Regions from separate parts of the Danio rerio genome. Here region 1 is linked to region 2. The links are chromatin contacts, called in public Hi-C maps. All regions are on one chromosome and are shown on one strand. Each heading gives the region's core, a stretch centred on a gene start, on an enhancer-like site or on the middle of the called end of the contact. The rest is flanking DNA. Distances are from core to core; before and after follow the strand shown.

The links. Hi-C and Micro-C count contacts between places; a contact is called where the count stands out from the background.
Region 1: a contact with region 2 is called in a Hi-C map of hematopoietic stem cells, with 2.2 times the contacts expected there. The contact joins the promoter of znhit6 here to the promoter of dnai3 in region 2. A contact is called at or near these places in 2 of 18 Hi-C or Micro-C datasets (caudal fin and hematopoietic stem cells).

Annotation. Positions count from the first base shown.
Region 1 is chr23:50,107,891-50,113,751 of GRCz12tu, forward strand. It overlaps znhit6 (zinc finger HIT-type containing 6), which reads right to left and starts at 4,318. Exons shown (of 10, transcript XM_068216970.2): 1 at 4,154-4,318; 2 at 3,824-3,889; 3 at 2,853-2,959; 4 at 2,522-2,610; 5 at 2,215-2,318. The coding sequence starts at 4,236.
Region 2 is chr23:49,916,017-49,921,667 of GRCz12tu, forward strand. dnai3 (dynein axonemal intermediate chain 3) reads left to right here and starts at 2,329. Exons shown (of 21, transcript XR_012398839.1): 1 at 2,329-2,470; 2 at 5,234-5,290. mcoln3b (mucolipin TRP cation channel 3b) reads right to left here and starts at 2,220. Exons shown (of 14, transcript XR_012398846.1): 1 at 2,120-2,220.

The sequences.
Region 1 (5,861 bases), core at 3,068-5,567, 190 kb after region 2:
ATAATAATATCTAAAGATGTCGATCTTGGTGGAGGTTTTTTTAAACAACTAATTTTGCCATAAATGAGCACACTAAGCAGTCGAGTTCTTTCATTATAATGTGAGATGTGTGCATTATTAAAGTGACACCTGCTATTTAATGTTATCAAACGGAAAAACATCTAAATAACGGAGTCATTCTTTGCTGTTTAATCAGAATGTGTGAGTTATAGTGAAGAATCGGCTAAGGAGATTTGATAGCTTGATCCTATTTCATTATAATCGCTATTCATGTTAATAAGCTGATACGTTTGCTAATGTATTTGCTGCTAATGTAAACTATTTATTTTGTAAATAATAATAAAAATAAGACATATTACTGACCATTTAACGGTTTATTTACAATGAAACAGTAGTTTGGGGTTTGTGTGTGTGTGTGTGTGGTGTCGGGGGAATCCTTCATCATGGTGGGCATATCCCTTATTTTCACATCCCAATGTTGACTGGTCTGATAATACGACAGTAACATGGGGAAAATAAAGAGTACATAAAGCTGATAATGAAGGATCTCCTAAATGCCCTTCAGTGATCTGATTCAGACTGATTTGTTTAATTTGACCTCGTTATTTCTCGACATATTTAATTATTAATATCATAAACTGGTTTGTTTTTGAAACTCGCAGCAGCACTGGACACTGCATACACTACCACTGCATCTCCTGTGACACGCACAGCCAAACACACCACAGGACATCAGTGTGTGTGTGTGATCTGAACGTTTGTTTTCCTGAAACACACACACACACACACACACACACACACACACACACACACACACACACACACACACACACACACACACACACACACACACACAGTTTCTTCCTCAGTTTCAGACTGATGCGGGCGATCTGAGACTCTCTGGCTGAACGTGCCACATCTGAACACATCTGCATCTGCTCAACATCTGCTTCTGATATTCTGTTCTGGGGACGTTCTGAAACGGGTTCCTCTCCCACATTTGTCCTGCTTCTGTAGGTCACAGCGGCTCGTGAATGAGTGTAATGTCAGATCCTCAGCGGGAGGGAGGCGCTCAGCGTAATGAACTCCTCTGAACATGACTGTAGTCAATAAAGAAGATCCCATCTGACTCCACCAATCACAGCCTGTCCACAGCACTCGGTGATGATGATCATACTACAATAACAGCCTAAACATCAGGTAGAAGGAGTTCAGAATGAACTATTGACCCTCTAAATGCACTTCACTCTACTTACTATGAATAAGAGGTCATCAATAAATACCACATCATGATCTTTTCCAGGGAATTGATGATTTTGCTGCAATTCTAACATATTTAAGCACATCTATCCACTAATCAGAGCAGATACACTGCTGAATATAATAACAACACTCTTCAGCAGAGTTCATTTGCGCACTGATTAAACTCATCCTCTGTTTTAGCACTTAAACATTCCTCATCAGTAGAGAAATGCTGAATATAGTCACTAATAAACAGCCTTCAGCCAATCACTGTGCCTCTGGAACTCACTGGACCAATCACAGGCATCCCTGGAACTGATTCAACCAATCGATATCTCTTTACTCACTGCAGCCTATCAAAAGCACAGCATTGAGCCCCGTCAGCCAATCAGTGCTGCCGGCTCCGCCTCCATACAAGGAGTGCAGTGATGTCAGCAGCGGTCATGTTCATCTGGAGTGCACTTATTAAAGAAATGATGAAGAGCAGGACAGAAGCTGCAGACTGACTGTGTGTTCTGATGACTGTCTGCACACACACACACACACACACACACACACACACACACACACACACACACACACAGACACAGACACAGACACAGACACACACACACACAGACACACACACACACAGACACACACACACACACACAGACACACACACAGACACACACACAGACACACACACACACAATGTAATATAGACATTTAATACACACACACTATGCACAGACACACTCAATACACACACACACAAACACACACACACATACACACTCAGTGTAGACACTTAATCTCACACACATGTAGACGCTTAAAACAAACACACAGACACAACAACAGCGCCACCGTGTGGACTAAAGCAGAATTGATGTCAAAACAGCACAGTCCTGACATTTACACACAACACCACACTGCATCATTTCAATAATATAACAACACACACACACACACACACACACTCCAGCTGACCTGTGTATGAAGACGGTGGTGTTCTCTCGGTGTTTGCTGAAGACTTTCGGGAGAAGCTTTAAGGTCACTTTCACTGCTTTGGCCTTCCTGATCATCCACTGACCCTGACACACACACACACACACGCGCGCACACACACACACGCGCGCACACGCACACACGCGTACACACACACACACACACACACACACACACACACACACACACACACTATTATTAATTATCTATTGATATATTTTATTATTCAATTAAAGTTCATACAATCAAACACACACACACACACACGCGCGCACACACACACACAGACCTGTTTGGGGTGTTGTCGTCCGCTGGTCATCACAGTGTCTCTGCTGGACTGCTGTCTGAGTCGAGCGCTGTCCTCCAGAAACCTGTAGTCTACAACAGCACAACACACACACACACACACCAATATCACATACATACAGATTACACTCACACACACATTTATAACACACACACACACATGCACACACGCACACACACAGATCAAACTCACACACACATTTATAACACACACACACACACACACGCGCACACAGATCAAACTCACACACACATTTATAACACACATACACACACAAACACACACACACACACACACACTCAGAGTGACTGACCGCTGAGCATGTGGATCTCCCTGAAGTCAGACAGAGACACAAACGCAGTCTGATCCCGAACGCCAGAGCATCCCGACACAGACTTGTGCCGCTTCACACACACCAGACTGCAGAGAACACACACACACACACACACACACACACACACTCAATTACAACATTATTAATTAATTGACTTGTGTATTAGTGTATTGTTAATTAGTGTATTGTGTGTGTGTGAGGGACAGACAGTGTGTGTGTGTGTATAATGTGTCTCTGTGTGTTTGATGTGACATACAGGATGCATGTCTGTGTGAGTGTTGTGTTTATGTACGATGTATATACATGCGTGTGTGTGTGTGTGTGGGCGGGTGAGGGAGTATGTTTGCTTGTGTATGATGCATGTGTGTGTGAGACAGAGTGTGTGTGGTGTTTGATTGTGTGTATGATGTGTGAGTGTCTCACATGTGTGTGTACATGTATGTGTTCCAGTATATATGTGTGTGTGTGTGTGTAGTGTTTGAATGTGTATGATGTGTGTAGGACTTTCTCTACATGTGTGTGTGTGTGAGTATAATGCGTCTGTATGTGTGAGAGAAAAATTAAGAGAGTGTGTGCGATGTTTGTTTTGGGATGAATGTGTAACCCCACCAGTCCCACACCACCCAACCCGCTCCAAGCTAGGATCGAACCGTCGACCTTCCGCATGGAAGTCGGTTGCTCTAACAAGGAGGCTAAAGCCCATGACCTCTAGTGTCTGTCGCTAGAGCACGTTTAGAGATCAGAGGAGGGAGCTTTACCTGCACAGCACTCACTGGCTGACCTCTGTTACATATGTGTGAATAATGTGTGTGTGTGTGTGTGGAAGGGGGGAGTGAGTGTATGAGAATGATGTTTGTGTTTATGTGTGTATGATGAGTGAGAGAGTCTCTGCATGTGTGTGTGTGTCTGTGTGTGTGTGTTTGTGAGTGTGTCTATGGTGTGTGCTTCACCTGCAGGTGTGTTTTTTACAGCTCGGACACCTGTACTTAGCCTCTTCACAATCACAAACATCGCACCTGAAAACACAAACACACACACAAACACACGCGCACACACACACACACACACACACACACACACACAGCTGATATTGACTGCAGTCGGTATTACAGAGTCTCTAGACGGATTTAACGGCACATATAACATCACACTGAACATGAAACAGCAGATATGACAGCAGATTCTCCTGTATTTGCATCACACACGTGTTTATCTGAGTGTTTCTCAGCGTTAGCAGCAGACACAGATGTAAACACAAGAGACAGGCGCGCTCCACTGACCTGGACATCGCCATCTTGCGCTTCACCGCCCTCCGCTCTTCATCTGCGGTGTTATTATCCACATCAGGGAGATTCATCTTCATATCAGCAACACGACACGGTCACACACGCGTGCTCTTCCTTCTGTATGACCAAAACACTGAGCATGTGCTGCAGTACACACACGAGTCTGCCGTCTCCTGAGCTCTCTTTACCACAGTTTACGACAGTCGGCGCGCAGTACATAGATGTAAACTTATACACGGGATGTTGCATACAGACCACGAGCATGCGTCAGTAGAGCCGCCATATTTGTACAGTGCTCCCAGTACAACCGCGCTACTGTGCCAATGTGTAGATGCTGAACTTTAACGTTGTCTACGGGTGTAGTAACGAGCAAACAAAGAAAACAAAGCACAAAGGCAGAATATTTCATAAGGCAGATTTTGTTTTATACGTTTTTGTATGTTATGAACTTTTGTGCTCAACAGTATTGATGTCAGTCACTAATGCACTCACCATTAGGTAAAGCAGCACTAAACACCAGGCTTATACTAGTTCAGTTGAATAAAATCAGCAAACAATGAAAAATATAATGATAACAAGACGCTGTGCTGCTAGAAACTGCTGTTACTGTCGGCTAATTAATGGAGATTTATTCACAAGCGAATCGCTCCCTCTGATGAGCAGTGAAAGCAGGAGAGCAGTGTTTCAGGACACGGATTAGAGCAAATTAAACAGGTAGGGAGGGATAACTACATTTCCACACAAACACATGCTTTTTGCCAGGAATGCCCGTGTGGTCTCTTATCTATCAATATACAACCCTGCTAAAAAATCCAGCTTAAACCAGCCTAAGCTGGTTGGCTGGTTTTAGCTGGTCGACCAGGCTGGTTTTAGAGGGGTTTTGGCCACTTCCAGGCTGGTTTCCAGCCATTTCCAGCCTGGTCTTAGCTGGACAGGCTGGGAGATGACCAGCTAAAACCAGCTTGACCAGCCTAGCCAAGCTGGGAGTCCAGCCAAAACCAACTATATCCAGTTTAAACCAGGTTGGTCAAGCTGGTTTTAGCTGGATTTGGCTGGTCATTTTCCAGCCTGACCAGCTAAGACCAGGCTGGAAATGGCTGGAAACCAGCCTGGAAGTGGCCAAAACCCCTCTAAAACCAGCCTGGTCGACCAGCTAAAACCAGCCAACCAGCCTAGGCTGGTTAAGCTGGATTTTTCAGCAGGGAAAAGTGATGTAAAATGATCATTTTCGTAATTTTAATTAAATGTTTGAGTATACTGACCACCGGGAAAACTCCCAATCATATACGTGTGTATGTGTAAATCTCTGGCTCTCAGTCCTCCACGGCACCTTGGTCCAGCATTTATTTCAAGGGAGAGCTACCCTGTACTAAAATGGCGGCTTTATTGATGCATTCCTTCAACAACAGGCGACATCTAATGTAAATATCTATGACTACAGTATGTTATTATTTTACACATGAACAATTTAGGACTTGATAAACTAAACAGTGCACAAGTGATTATCAGCAAATACTGATATAAATAATGTCTAAAATAGTGACTGACTTTTCGACATGAGTCATGACACACATCACGTGATTCTGAAAAAGCTGAAAGATCGTCACAGGAATAAATGACATTTTAACATACTTCACACTGGAAACAGTCAGGTCAAACTAATGTTAAATTACTAACTAAATAAATTCATAATTTTATCAAA
Region 2 (5,651 bases), core at 1,079-3,578:
CTGAAAAGTTTGGGAACCCCTGCCCTAAATGAGGTGGAGGAACTACTTCTTTAGAGAAGAACCCCATCATTTATTTGTGCAGATGATAATGTTTTACAAGCACACACATTTAAAAATAATCCAATATTAGTTTTGGTAAAAACGTGCACTCGCTCTCCATATTACACTGAAATATATGTGAACAGCACCAATAGAGCCTGTGTTTCCTTTACCGATAATATTGAAAAAAAAATCATACTTTAATATTAATATTAATGATTATTATTATTATTATTATTATTATTATTATTATTATTGTTGTTGGTATTATTCATTCATTCATTTTCTTTTCGGATTAGTCCCTTTATTAATCTGGGGTCACCACAGCGGAATGAACCACCAACTTATCCAGCATGTTTTTACGCAGTGGATACCCTTCCAGCTGCAACCTATCTCTAGGAAAAGTAATAATAATCATTAGATTATTTACAATGATCAGGCCTGTAGCCAGAGGGGGATCAAGTGTTTCAGAAGACCCACCCCTCCCTGACAAAGGTCCAGAATTGTTCCCATTCATGAGCTCATTTGTCCTATTTGACTGCTGTGCCTTCATAAACAGTAAAAATAACCCATCGAAAACGGCTTTAAGACCGAGCAGAATCCTGGTGTGACTTCAGCTAATCAGTGCAAACAATTATTTTTCCAATGTCCAGCTGTGCAAGAACACATCTGACATAAGCGCAGTCATTTTTCACAGTATTAATCTTAAAATAGAGAAAACATTTGACAACTTATTCTTCATCTTCAGAAGAAAACATGACCCATAAAAAAGTGTGAAGCACCATAAGCAGCCCATATTAAAATCAATTTCAAGAATATTTTGCCTATTTATGAATTTTTCACTGAATATCCATGAATTTTCAAATGTTTTTTTTTATGAGAGGCTAGAAAAATGGCAAAGCTCTACATTATATTTATTATTATTATTATTATTATGTTTTAGTTTTTTATTATTAAAAGGAGAGTTAAATGTGCTGGCCAGTCTGTTATTTGCCTAATAAATTTACAGGCTATGGGTTTTAATTTAAACTTTTTTTTCTAATGATAAATTTGTATTTTAAAAATAAATGTGTCACATTTCTTTATTCTAAACATTTAGTAAATATTTTTGGTACATTAAAAAGTGAGGTTATGATGACCATCCGACAAGCCAATTAGTTAAAAAAAACGTTCTTAAAATGTCACCTAAATACAGTACTTTTATCTCATAATTAAATAGAAAATAAAGTGAATAACTGCAAAAAAATCCACTTTCTGAGAAAAAAGAACCACCTCTTTCACTAGGCTGGATACAGGCCTGATAGTACCAAAATAAAAAAACAAAGAAATATTAATAAGTTACCTGATCTGGGGACATGTAAAAAAGATTTTAAAAGTTGTGAGTGAAGAGGGCAAAAAAATATAAAATAAAATAAAGATAATAGCAATTTAATTGAATATACTGGAATTGTACACAAATAAATTACATAAACAATACAAAATCGGGTTACAATTTCAGAATTGACATAAAATCCACATAAATAGGATAAGGTTTAGTACAAAGCCGACATTAGAATTTATATTAACAAAATAATAATAATAATTATTTATTTTAAATGCACGGAAAAAATCTGTAAATTAATATTAGAGATGAATAAAATCTTTAAAAGCTTAAGAGGATTTAAGATGGTGTTAAACTCGTCATCTCCGTGTGAAAAGGCTCTATTATTGTGTGAACAGATTAATCTCGATGTAAATAAACAGATCAGCTCTCGGGTTGACAGAGACGTGCAGTAATGCGGCTTTTCCACTGGATGAACTGATTCTGAAAGGTGTTTTTGATTAATTTCTCCACATTCCTGACTGTCACATGATAAAATCAATCACGTGAAACAATCATACCTGCCCGGCATCCACATAAACCAGAAACACACACAATATTACATACAAGACGGAGAACAAGAGTGTTAAAATCAATTCCAAATCAAAGATCACTAGCAGAACTCAAACACAGCGCCACATTTCACAGCATTCCCGTCAGAAAACCTCAATAAAGCATGATATCTGAGTACAAATGCGAAGAGTTTCATTGGTAACTCACCAGCGGATAATTAGATCAGTTGTTTGTCAGTCAGTGGTGTGAGTGTGTGATCAGACGAGCACATCTGCGTCTGCTTTCCGAACTAAAGTCCACAAATATCTGAAATCAATCCGAATTCAGCTGTTTCAGACCGACCGTCAGTCAGCAGGTGTGGGGGGCGGTGCTTCAGCTGAACAACGCTACAATTGGACGTGCAATCTGTCAGTCACACGAATCTCCGCCTCTGAAACCAATGGCAACCGGCTCTGATGCCGGAAGCTGATGTGTGTAAACATTGCTCAGACGTTTTTATTTAGTTATTAGTTGACGTTTTTTAATAGATTATACCTACACAAAGCTCTACAATGAAAGGTAAGGGTTAGGAATTAAACTGAGATCACTGTGGATAACGTTACATCTAAAACTGTTGTAACTTATATGGTTAATTATGTGTGGTTTTATATCCGTGACAGTGTTTTATCTGTGAGGTGAATGTACAAAGTGATGTTTGGGCTTTTTAATATAGTATATTTCGACACACCGTGGTAAAATAACACTATAATCATGTAGTGGTATTAAACCATCAGTGTAATTTCGTTCAGTTTAATGATTAGGACTTTTAGCTAACTTAAAAAATAAACTTTAAACTTTTAATCAGGATTGTGGAGAGCTTTAGACTGATTTCTAAACACTTTATACATGTCTTAAGATTTAAGGATAAGAAAACGTATAATTTTAATTATTGATGTTGTTATAAAAATAAAAGTTATACACTCAGCGGCCACTTTATTAGGTACACCTTACTAATACCGGGTTGAACTCCCTTTGCCTCCAGAACTGCCTTAATCCTTGGTGTTGTAGATTCATCAAGCTACTGGAAATATTCCTCAGAGATTTTGCTCCATATTGTCATGATAGCATCACACAGTTGCTGCAGATTTGTCGGCTGCACATCCATGATGCCAATCTCCCGTTCCACCACATCCCAAAGCTGCTCTATTGAATTGAGCTCTGGTGACTGTGGAGGCCATTTGAGTACAGTGAACTCATCGTCATGTTCAAGAAACCAGTCTGAGATGATTGAGCTTTATGACATGCTGCGTTATCCTGCTGGAAGTAGCCATCAGAAGATGGAGACACTGTGCTCATAAAGGGATGGACATGGTCAGCAGCAATACTCAGGTAGGCTGTGGCGTTGATGCTCAATTGGTACTAATGGACCCAAAGAAAATCTCCCCCACACCATTACACCACCACCACCAGCCTGAACCGCTGATACAAGGCAGGATGATCCATGCTTTCATGTTGTTGAGGCCAAATTGTGAGCCGAGCATCTGAATGTGTCAGCAGAAATGGAGACTCATCAGAGCAGCAACGTTTCTCCAATCTTCTATTGTCCAGTTTTGGTGAGTCTGTGTGAATTGTAGCCTCAGTTTCCTGTTCTTAGCTGACAGGAGCGGCACCCGGTGTGCTCTTCTGCTGCTGTAGCCCATCCGCCTCAAGGTTGGCCGTGTTGTGTGTTCAGAGATGCTCTTCTGCAGAGCTCGGTTGTAGCGAGTGCTTATTTGAGTTACTGTTGCCTTTCTATCAGCTGGAACCAGTCTGGCCATTCTCCTCTGACCTCTGGCCTCATCAACAAGGCATTTGCGCCCACAGAACTGCCGCTCACTGGAGATTTCCTCTTTGTCGGAGCATTCTCTGTAAACCCTAGAGATGGTTGTGCGTGAAAATCCCAGTAGATCAGCAGTTTCTGAAATACTCAGAGCAGCCCGTCTGGCAGAAACAACCATGCCACGATCAAAGTCTCTTAAATCCCCTTTCTTCCCCATTCTGATGCTCGCTCTGAACTGCAGCAGATCTTCTTGACCATGTCTACATGCCTAAATGCAGTGAGCTGCTGCCATGGGATTGGCTGATTAGAAATTTGCATTAACGAGCTATTGGACAGGTGTACCTAATAAAGTGGCCGCTGACTGTAGATTTCCCATAAAACCCACAGATTAAGCTGTTTGTCATATAAAAAAGGAAAATAAATGTCTGATAATAAAAAATGAAGTTATAGATTTGTCACAAAGCCTAGAAAGTGATTTGTTTGTTATTAGAATGAAAATATGTAACATAATAGCAATAATAAAGTTTTTAAACACCTAGATATAAAAAAGAAAATAAATGATTAAAATAATAATAATAATAATAATAATAATAATAATAATAATAATAATAATAATGTTATACATTTGTCACAAAGACTAGCGATTAAACAGTGTCATGTATAAAAGAAAAGATGTAAAATAATGATTATAATAAAAACCAAAAAGTTTAATATTTCACACAAACCTAAATATTAAGCTTTTATTGTCATCTAAAAAAGGAAAAAGCAAATAACAACAATAAAGCTAGACATTTTGCATAAAACTTTTAGATTACATTTTTTGTCATATCACATCTGATCAGCAGATGTCGCCCTTGTATAAACAAAAACTCATTTTTACATTAATAATTATTTATATTCACTTTTTACCCTAAATCAGTATTCAGTACATCACAAAATGTGACTCAAAAGAGAAGAGATGATAATCAAAATACAGTATACTTAAAAGTACTATAATAATATGCTATCCAACACATATTTATACTCCTTTGTTGCTTTATTAACAAGAACCAGCATGTGCAGATTTATTTTACAACTAAAGTACATTCCATAACAAGAACGAGAAAAGAACAAATAAATAAATAAATAAATAAATATATAAATAAATAAATAAATATATAGAAGGAGAGGGTATAATTCTAAAATTACATACACATATATTATACATAGATCTTCAAATTGTGTTATTAGAAAAAGTTATTTAATGCACTTTTAATAAATATACTTATTTAATCCACAATCTGACTCTTATCTTTCAGACATGAGCTCAAAGAGACCGAAGAGCAAAGAGGCCAACAAAAAAAAGACCAAAGGTATCAGTACATATTCTGTACAAATCAAGAAAACAATCTTGTTTTGTTATGTTTAACATTGCTAATTACTATTATTAATATTTTCACCCATGAAACAGATAAATGTAGCTATGAACTGGATTTAATATTAATTATTCGGTATTGAAATCATGTCTTAATGTTGTTTTGCAGATAAAAGTAATGCAGATAATCTGCCCAAACCAGAAGAAGCAGTTGCGTCTGAACCTGGTGAGTTTATAGCTTCTTATAGCATTTTAATTGCCAGTTTTTTATATTTAATACTATTTACAATGTAAGTTCTCGATCTCGATGAAAGCCATTTATTTGTGACAGTTTTATAATTATATCCGTGATTAATTAAACAAATTTACACTCTTAGATGATGCTGAAAAGTTAGTTTTTACATGTTGTTTTAACAGTCAGTTTCTGTCGTTTGATTTGTTTGTTTTTTACTTTGTTTTAATGGTTAATTGAAATGTTGGCAATCAAATGTGTGTGTAATTAATGTAAAATAATAAAGCATATAAAATATAGCAATATTTCATTCTGCATTCATGCACATCATTTTAAAATGAAGATATAAACCATC